Linked DNA regions of Mus musculus: region 1 is linked to region 2. The links are chromatin contacts, called in public Hi-C maps. All regions are on one chromosome and are shown on one strand. Each heading gives the region's core, a stretch centred on a gene start, on an enhancer-like site or on the middle of the called end of the contact. The rest is flanking DNA. Distances are from core to core; before and after follow the strand shown.

The links. Hi-C and Micro-C count contacts between places; a contact is called where the count stands out from the background.
Region 1: a contact with region 2 is called in a Hi-C map of cerebral cortex, with 1.8 times the contacts expected there. The contact joins two enhancer-like sites. A contact is called at or near these places in 6 of 39 promoter capture datasets (cranial neural crest, embryonic stem cells, epiblast stem cells and 3 more), 1 of 484 Hi-C or Micro-C datasets (cerebral cortex), 5 of 115 datasets of contacts at active chromatin or transcription factors (all in embryonic stem cells) and 1 of 9 other capture datasets (embryonic stem cells).

What each region holds. Positions count from the first base shown.
Region 1 is chr12:117,252,963-117,256,900 of GRCm38.p6, forward strand. Ptprn2 (protein tyrosine phosphatase, receptor type, N polypeptide 2) reads left to right here. Exons shown (of 23, transcript NM_011215.2): 20 at 641-694; 21 at 2,584-2,648. The region is part of intron 2 of Gm5441 (predicted gene 5441); the gene reads right to left. Among named protein-coding and RNA genes, the nearest start is that of Mir153, 4.1 kb to the left of the region's middle. Within about 2 kb of position 1,574, at least 10 of the 459 cell types and tissues checked have an H3K27ac peak or open chromatin away from gene starts, as enhancers often do. A contact at or near this core is called in cerebral cortex, where this site is marked.
Region 2 is chr12:117,023,665-117,027,590 of GRCm38.p6, forward strand. All of the region lies in intron 12 of Ptprn2 (protein tyrosine phosphatase, receptor type, N polypeptide 2), which reads left to right. Among named protein-coding and RNA genes, the nearest start is that of Gm10421, 130 kb to the right of the region's middle. Within about 2 kb of position 1,502, at least 13 of the 459 cell types and tissues checked have an H3K27ac peak or open chromatin away from gene starts, as enhancers often do. A contact at or near this core is called in cerebral cortex, where this site is marked.

The DNA of each region.
Region 1 (3,938 bases), core at 324-2,823, 230 kb after region 2:
AACAAGCCCTCTGGTTGAGATATGATTTGGTGGACAATACCTTCCATATCTCATGGATAGTACTACGGGTCCAAACTTGAACAGTGAAATTACTTTTAAAAACACCCCCAATTTAGAAAAATAGAAAAGACCATCTTGAGTTCCTTAGAATGTTCCTCAATATTTACATACTTGGTCTCAAGCTAGAAGATAAGATAGGATTTTTAGGGTGTTGTTTTTAGATATAATAATGTCATATTTCAGTGTGGTAAATAGACTATAAGACTTTTGAACACACAGGACAAAACTCAGAGTTTCCCAACAGGAGCCCAGTCACTGGAGCCATACATAAGGTTACATGAGAAGGGAAGAGAGAAAGCCTGGAGGGTGAGGCCAGAAGGTACAGGCCTGGCTCCTGTACCTGTGTCCCAAAGCCTAGAGCTCACAGTGGTAAAGGGAGAAAAAACACTCACTCTGGATGTCTAAGATGTGTTTTTAAAGCTCGTTGACTGAGTTGCCATTGAAAGGAGAAACAGATCATTGAGCTAGATATGTAAATCCCCATTCTCTGTGTCTTACGGACTCTGTGCTGCGGCTTGCTGGAGTTTGGATGACAGAGTCAGCATGATGTCACTATAACTTTTATCTCTCTTTATTTCAGAAAAGTGAACAAATGCTACCGAGGCCGCTCTTGTCCGATCATTGTCCATTGCAGGCAAGTATAACTCAACATGGATTACATTTTGCCGTTTCAAAACGTAACAGAGACCATGACAGTGCAGGCTGAGCTCTCTGGCTGACTGGAGAATGTATCTAGCTGGTTTCTTTAAGAGAAACCACAGATATAAACTTAATTTGCCATTCTGTTTGGCTAGAGGAAGCTGTGAATCTTTTTGCCTTTGCACATGGACTAAATAGTACCACGGGCTGTCTTCTACTTCCAAATGACCACACACACACATGCCTTATTTTTTCTTAAACCCTCTTGATGCTACAAAAAATTGAGGACCACAGGTTCAGGCATGTGACTTTATCCCAGTCACAAGATGAAGAATGCCTGGAGATACATTAGGAACAGTCTATAAAGACAGAGCCACCACCAACACTCTGCTCACAGTGGCCAAGGCCAAAGTCATACCAGTGAGAGCTCAGAGGACATTCAGCCTATCAGCTCTGTCTCTACGGACTCCATACTCAACAGTTCATGGTGAAGAATTTACACTCTGTTTTTCTAGAACTGTCTCATAGAACATGCCTTTCTGCCTGGAAGATCTGGTCCTAAAGGTCAAGCAGTGTGTGTGTGTGTGTGTGTGTGTGTGTGTGTGTGTGTGTGTGTGTGTGTACACCTGTGCACATCTGTGCAAAATCTCCAAATGCTTCTGTCTTTGAGCAGGGAGTGAAAATAGCCTATGGCTTCGTGTCTCACAAAGCAAAGCAAAGCATCTTTCACCTGTAAATGTTCTAAGACAAGCTGCAGATTGTTGGAAGATTTGCATCGTATTTCTTAAAATATTCTGAATCTGTGCCACTTGCAGAAGTGAGCCGTGTCAGGCTCTAGGATGTCAGCAGCTCCTTGTCACAGCACGCGGGATCCTGAAAGCCCACGTGCAAGTGAAAGTAGTGTGAAGCGTCCCTCAGTGTTAAGCGTCCCTTATAGTGTGAAGCATCCCTCCTGCCAGCTCACAGCATTTGGGGGAAGCTGTGAACACTGACTGAGGGCCTTCCCAAACCCCTTGGGAGCCACAGCGCTAAGTCTTCCTTAGCTGCTTCCCCTTAAAGTTGCAGCTGATTTGCCAAAAGTCTACATGTGAAGCATCCTCCGTTTAGGAGAGGCAAGGTGTTGTATGAAGACAAACCCCCGTGATGGAAGAGCATGCTGAAAACTCACAAGACACTGCTGTAACATCTACATGGGATCTACATCTCATGAGAGAAGATGATGCTATAGGCCACTGTTCCCCCCAGAAAGGCATTTTCCTTCTCTTTCCACTTACAACCGTGAAGACGCGATTCAAAACATGATTTCCACAACTTGATCTTTCAAGACGTGACTCTTAAGACTCTGGTCCCAGTGGCAAACATCCCAGTTTTAGCTGGTGGTGGGAGGGAGCATGAGAGGACGGTGCTTTCTGAAGAACACAATCTGAGATGAATGAAAGGTACCCTTCTCCCTCAGAAGGGAGGGCGTCTGGAAAGGCGAGCCATGTGTTTTGGTAGGAGTGGGGTGAGCGCCCTGCTCTACCACCCAGCCTTCTCCACCTGGCCACCTGCTGGCTTGGAGTCACAGGATACTATCAGGGATGGTAGAAGGCAGATGCTATCTACTTCCGGCACCAGCAAGCTTCTCTTCATATTTTTCCCCTGACAAAATGGGCCACATCTCAGAGTAAAGGGTGGGCGAGGAGAAACAGCATTCTGAGAGAACCGTTCCTGGCCCCCCTTCTTCCTGACTGTGTGTGTTCTTTGCCCTCTCTCCCTCTAACATGCTGTCTCCCTTCCTCTCCCAGCCCCACTTGAGAATGAGGAAGGACTTGGCTGCTGGCTTTGCTGAGCCTGTTCACACAAGGGTAGGCAGCCTTTCACTCTCTCTCCTTCTGTTGACAGTGACGGCGCCGGCAGGAGTGGAACCTACGTCCTGATTGACATGGTTCTCAATAAGATGGCCAAAGGTGAGAGAGGGATGGTGTTGCTATAGCAACATGGGGAGCACTCTCCACAGGAGGCCTTGGAGAGAATTAGCCTATTGCTGTCCCTTTCCTGAGTCAAGTGGTGTTGAGGCTGTCTGTGGCAAGTGTGCTTATTTTTGAGATTCGTTCTTTATTTTAGGTGGAACCAGCACCCATAGTGTGTCTGCGATAAGGGTCTGCCCCTGGCAGCTTGATGCAGTGTGAGGAGGCCAGAGGGCAGCCTTGAACCTTCAAACCCTGTTGTAGGTCAGCACATCCTTGCAGCTGTTTACTGGTTTTGCAAGGTGTGATTCAGACTTCTTGGCACAACAGGTTCTAATACCACCAGTATGCAGACTTGGTTTAGAGGGGTGGCACCTAAGAACAGGTTCTAATACACTAGTGTGTGTGTGTGTGTGTGTGTGTGTGTGTGTGTGTGTGTGTGTGTCCCAGCCTCACACAGGCTAAGTAAGCCCTGTGCTTCTGAGCCACACCCTGACCCCTCACAAGTCCTCTTAACACCCTCCTTAAGACTCAAAATGGGTTGCAGGCCTAGGATATGGGTCCTAGGACTAGACTAGAACCTGTCCCTCAAGAGGACTTCAGGCATTCCTGGGCTGGGTTTTGAACATTCCAACCCGATACTTGGCCCACAATAAGACTTTCTATATCTATAATGACTAAGCAGTTGTCTTGTGGAATTCAGACCATTGAGGGAAAGGAAGCCAGGGATAAAGTTAAAGGAGCAGGCTCCATCACTCCTGGGGACCTGCACCCTGAGAACCCCAGGCAGAGATGCTGGGAAGGCCCAGCTCCTGCCCGCCTGCCTTCACCTTGTCCCTCCTGACTGATTCATTCTATAGGTCTACGAAGCACAGATCTGAGTAACTCAGTTACAGTCTTGCTCATCTGTGAACCCTTGAGCCTGCTAAGCTGCCCTGGAGTCACTTGAGCCACTCCCCACCCCCCACCCCCCAGGCTCTGGCTTCCCCTGCTGCTCTCTGAGCCCCCCCCCCCCCCCCCCCCCCCCCCGCTAAGCTACTTGCAGGAATATGCAAAGACAAAAGCCAAGCACAAAGCAAAGGCCCTGTTGCTTGCTCACAGCTTTTAGGGATGTTGTTTGGCAGAGCGTCTTAACACAACCTTAGCATTTTTCTTACAAACTTCTTTCTCCTTATCTATGAATGCTGCTCTGGCTCCTTGGAAACATCTTTTCTCTTTGCGAACGTGCAGTCGCTGATGCCTGGTGCGGGGGGTAGCAATCAACAGGACTCACGTACTTTTTCTCTTATC
Region 2 (3,926 bases), core at 252-2,751:
GGCTTCTGGAGCCAGTAGCTGTTTAATTGGTGGCTGTTCTCAGAGACCTGGACTTCCTGGAAGCTCTTAAGAGGGCTTGAGTGCCTGGGGGCGCCTTAGTTATTGACAGCAGAGTGAGAGAGTCTATAACTGATAGAAACTTCTCAAAGGACATTCTAAGAGCCTGACAAATGTCACTCTTCTCTGTGTGTTCTTGAGGCTATGCTGGATGAGCAGAGCAGGTGACAGCTGAAGACACTCTGATTATTTACTGTTTCTTTAACAGCCAGTGAAGTGGAAGGAAGGAAGAAGCCAAATGTCTTGGGGCTTCAGATCTCCTATATCTAAATGAGGGACAGTGGCCATGTCAGAGAGAACAGTGTGGTGTGGAGACTGGACAGTGGGCACTTAGATGTTACTGCCTGCCTCTAGCTGAGGACAAGTTTATGTGCTGGGGGCTATTTCCAGTTCAGTTTCTTCTTTGGGGAGAAATGGTGGCATCCAGCCATTGAGAGCAACCCACATTCAGGCAGCACTCATTGGTATGGCCCAGTTTCAGAAAATGTAGACACCGTGAGTTGAGTGTGTAAGCCACTCAGGAACAGGCAGCAGGTGCATAAGACCCCACTTCACACGGGAGGCCACGGTGTGATTCATGCGTTTGGTTGCTGAATACCTCATCCCTTATTGCAGTGTGGCCTCCGGCTGCTCCAGGGCAGTCAGGATGCACAGTGGGCCAACCCCATTGCTTAAGATAGACCTGGTTCTCAAGCATTTTCCAAGCTTTTCTTGGCTTCTTTCATAAGACCCACACTCTCATACCCTACCCTGAGCCTGAGGATTGGCTCTGCAGTGGCCTGTTCAGAACACAGCTGCTTGTTCTGGGGTGGAGAGGTTGGAAAGCTGTGTTCTCATCCTCCTTATGACCCCACCTTACAGGCTCTGGCCTCCAGCACTTTCCTTCTACCAAGGAATCTAGGCTTTCTCTCTGGTTGCCTGTGTGTTCACCATAAATATCTGTTTCCATTCTGCAGTGATGCCTTTAGAGTAGTCTTTCTTCTTACCTTGTGGCTCCATGTTCTATGCTGCTCTACAGGTAGTTAGTGTCTCTACCTCAGTCTACCTCATGGTAAACAGTCTACCTCATGGTTCTGTATCCTCTACTGTAGCATAGGTCAGTCTACCTTGGAAGAGCTTGTGCAGGTTTTCTTCGATAGCAGATATAAAATGTCTGGACAGAGTTAGCAGGAGGAGACTCCCCATTGACCTCAGCCTCACCGTTCTGCCATGCTAGTCACCTTTGCTCCTGAGATTCAAGCCAGCAGCCCTCAGAAGAGCTCAGCCTGCTGCCACGGTGCTTCCTGGAGATAGCCCCTTATCCCAAATATCTATTTTATAATCCCTTGCTTCAACCAGCAGCCACTTTGAAAGCTGGTGCCTCTTGAACCTTTAGCGTTGGCTGGTATCACTGCCGTGGCCTTGAGCCCAGCTCTCCACATGTTTCCTTGGCATATCCCTTGCCAGCTCTAGGCTGGAAGCTGCTCTGACAGGCAGAGAACATTTACAGTAGCAAAATGGGAGGAAAGGATTCAAGCTGAGAAAATTTTTAGAAACCTAATCATATCTTTTTCCTAATTTTAACTCTCTCATCCAGTAAGCCTGGTCTTGATGAATTTTTTTCTTTCTTTTCTTTCTTTCTTTTTTTTTTTTTTTTTCTTTTAGCGTATTTCGAATTCTTTTGATTCCTGACTCTGGAATGTAAAGCAGAGTGTGATTGCTAGAAATCTAGCAGCATTTACAGATCTGCTCCAGGCACTTGTAATTCACACGTGTGATGACAGATAGCAGAATTAGAACCTTTTAAGCCAAATAGAAATATCTCAAAACAAAATTTACAGGAAATGAGGAGATTGTGGTGCACACACGCATCCCGAATAGATGGGTGGTATTTTGATGTATTTCGAAATCTAATTTCTGACACCTTGAAAACTTTTCACATTTTAGTCACATTAATGAAGCTGTGTTTCCTCCAGAGGACAATTATAATAGCCCTGAAGAAAAGCTCAGAATGTGCTGAGAAACCAGCCTAGAAAGTTTTCCACCAGGCATGGGTCCCCCTCATTATGGAGTGGGGCTGCTTCTAGTTCTGATGCTAGCCATAAACAGCCTTGAAGCTTATCTGCCCAACCTTGAAGGCAGACAGAACAGACTATCTGGCCCAGCATCACCATGGTGGCCTTAAAGACCACAGCAGGGAGGAGTCCAAGAGCAGTGCTTGTGGGGGAAGGGGCAAGAGCTACTCTGGTGGAACTGAGCTCCTCCTGCTGGAGAGAGGCTTCCCACTCAGTGGAGTGGCTGAGACCAGATGTGGGTTCTCAGGAACCTCTCCAAAAAGTTTCCAGACCTCTTCTAAGAGTCAAGGAGGTTTGCCTGTGCAAGCTCAATAACTGTTCTTCACAGACATCCAAACCCCTGTAACCATCCCTGTGCCTCTGATGCTCCTGCTACTCAGAGCTTAAGGAAGAATTTTGTTCAAAGGAAGGGACTGTATGCTTTCAAATAAGTCCATCTTCCATGTCCATTGGAAACCCCAAGAGTTCTTGGGGTGCTTCTGCCCCACAAACTACTGGGGCTCTCCTAAAGCACACCCTGGCTGAGACCCTGTGTAGGGGATCCATGGTTGCAAAGAAAAAGCACGAGGTGTGAGGAAGTGATATGGGGAAGCAGCCTCATTTTCTCCAAATCCCACCTTACCATACTCTGTTGATGGAAGTGTTGTAGCTTTAAGCCTCTTTCATCAAAAATCCCAGCCCAGGGCTATTGAGAAGGCTCAGTGGATAAAGCCAGTTGCTGTCAAACTTGATAATCTGAATTTAGTCCCTGGGTCCTACATGGTGGGATAGGCAGCTGTCTCCCACAGGCTGTCCTCAAACCTCCATATATGTATCGTGGCATGTGTCCATGCATGCACATTCACACATGCAATAAATGAATAAGTAAACAAACATGTCCAGTCCAGTGGCTCTAGATGGCTAAGAGGAGCTTGGGTCCTGAAATAATATTTGGGCCAAATCAAATGGGAGAGCCATTGTGCGGCGGGGCCCTCTGTGCCAAAAACATAAAGCCTGATCTTTTGATTTAGAGTTTGAACTTGCAGCATTTATGTAAGGAGTCCACTCGCCAAGCAGAGAAATGAGAGGAATAAAAAGCTTTATGAAAGAAGAAAGAGTTGGAAGAAAGGAGGGGGAGTCTTAAAATATAAAACTGGAGGAAGGTGATGATTGTAGTGCAATAAATCAGGAGAATTCTGTGATTTCCTTGAAATCACTAAAAGAAAGAACTCTGCCTGTAAGGTGGCTGCATGTATATATATTGCTGACTTTAAAACAACCATATATACATGTGCAGACACATTGGTGCCTTTAAGGCAGCAATACATACACATGCAGACACTTTGCTGCTCACAGGCCAGGCATCCTGTGGTGAGGTTGGAGGTTGTAAGTTTGTTCTTCAGTATCTTTTGGCCTATTCCTTTGAAATCATTAGAGATTCAAGATGCCGCAAACTGGACTAGAGAATCCCTACATAACACTCACCTAGCAGGTTTCCCCTTGGATCCATGAATATAATTGTAGGGCGTCAGTAAAAACAGGAGATTTTTACTATGTGGAGTGTGTGCAGCAGCCCTGAGTCAGTAGTATCACACTGTACCATCTACATAAAGATGGCATACAACTGTACTAAGTGACAACACATCCACACCAACGTGAGCAGGCAGCCCTGGAGATGGTAAAGTCACCTGGGTCTCCACTGACTCTGATAGACTGTGACACTGGTGTCCTTGGCCATCATGTATCTGTGTCCACCCCACAGGGTGTGTTGTTCCTAGGCAGAGCACAGTACGCGATGAAAACCACCCCTGACCTTCGGTGAAGGTTGCACGTAGA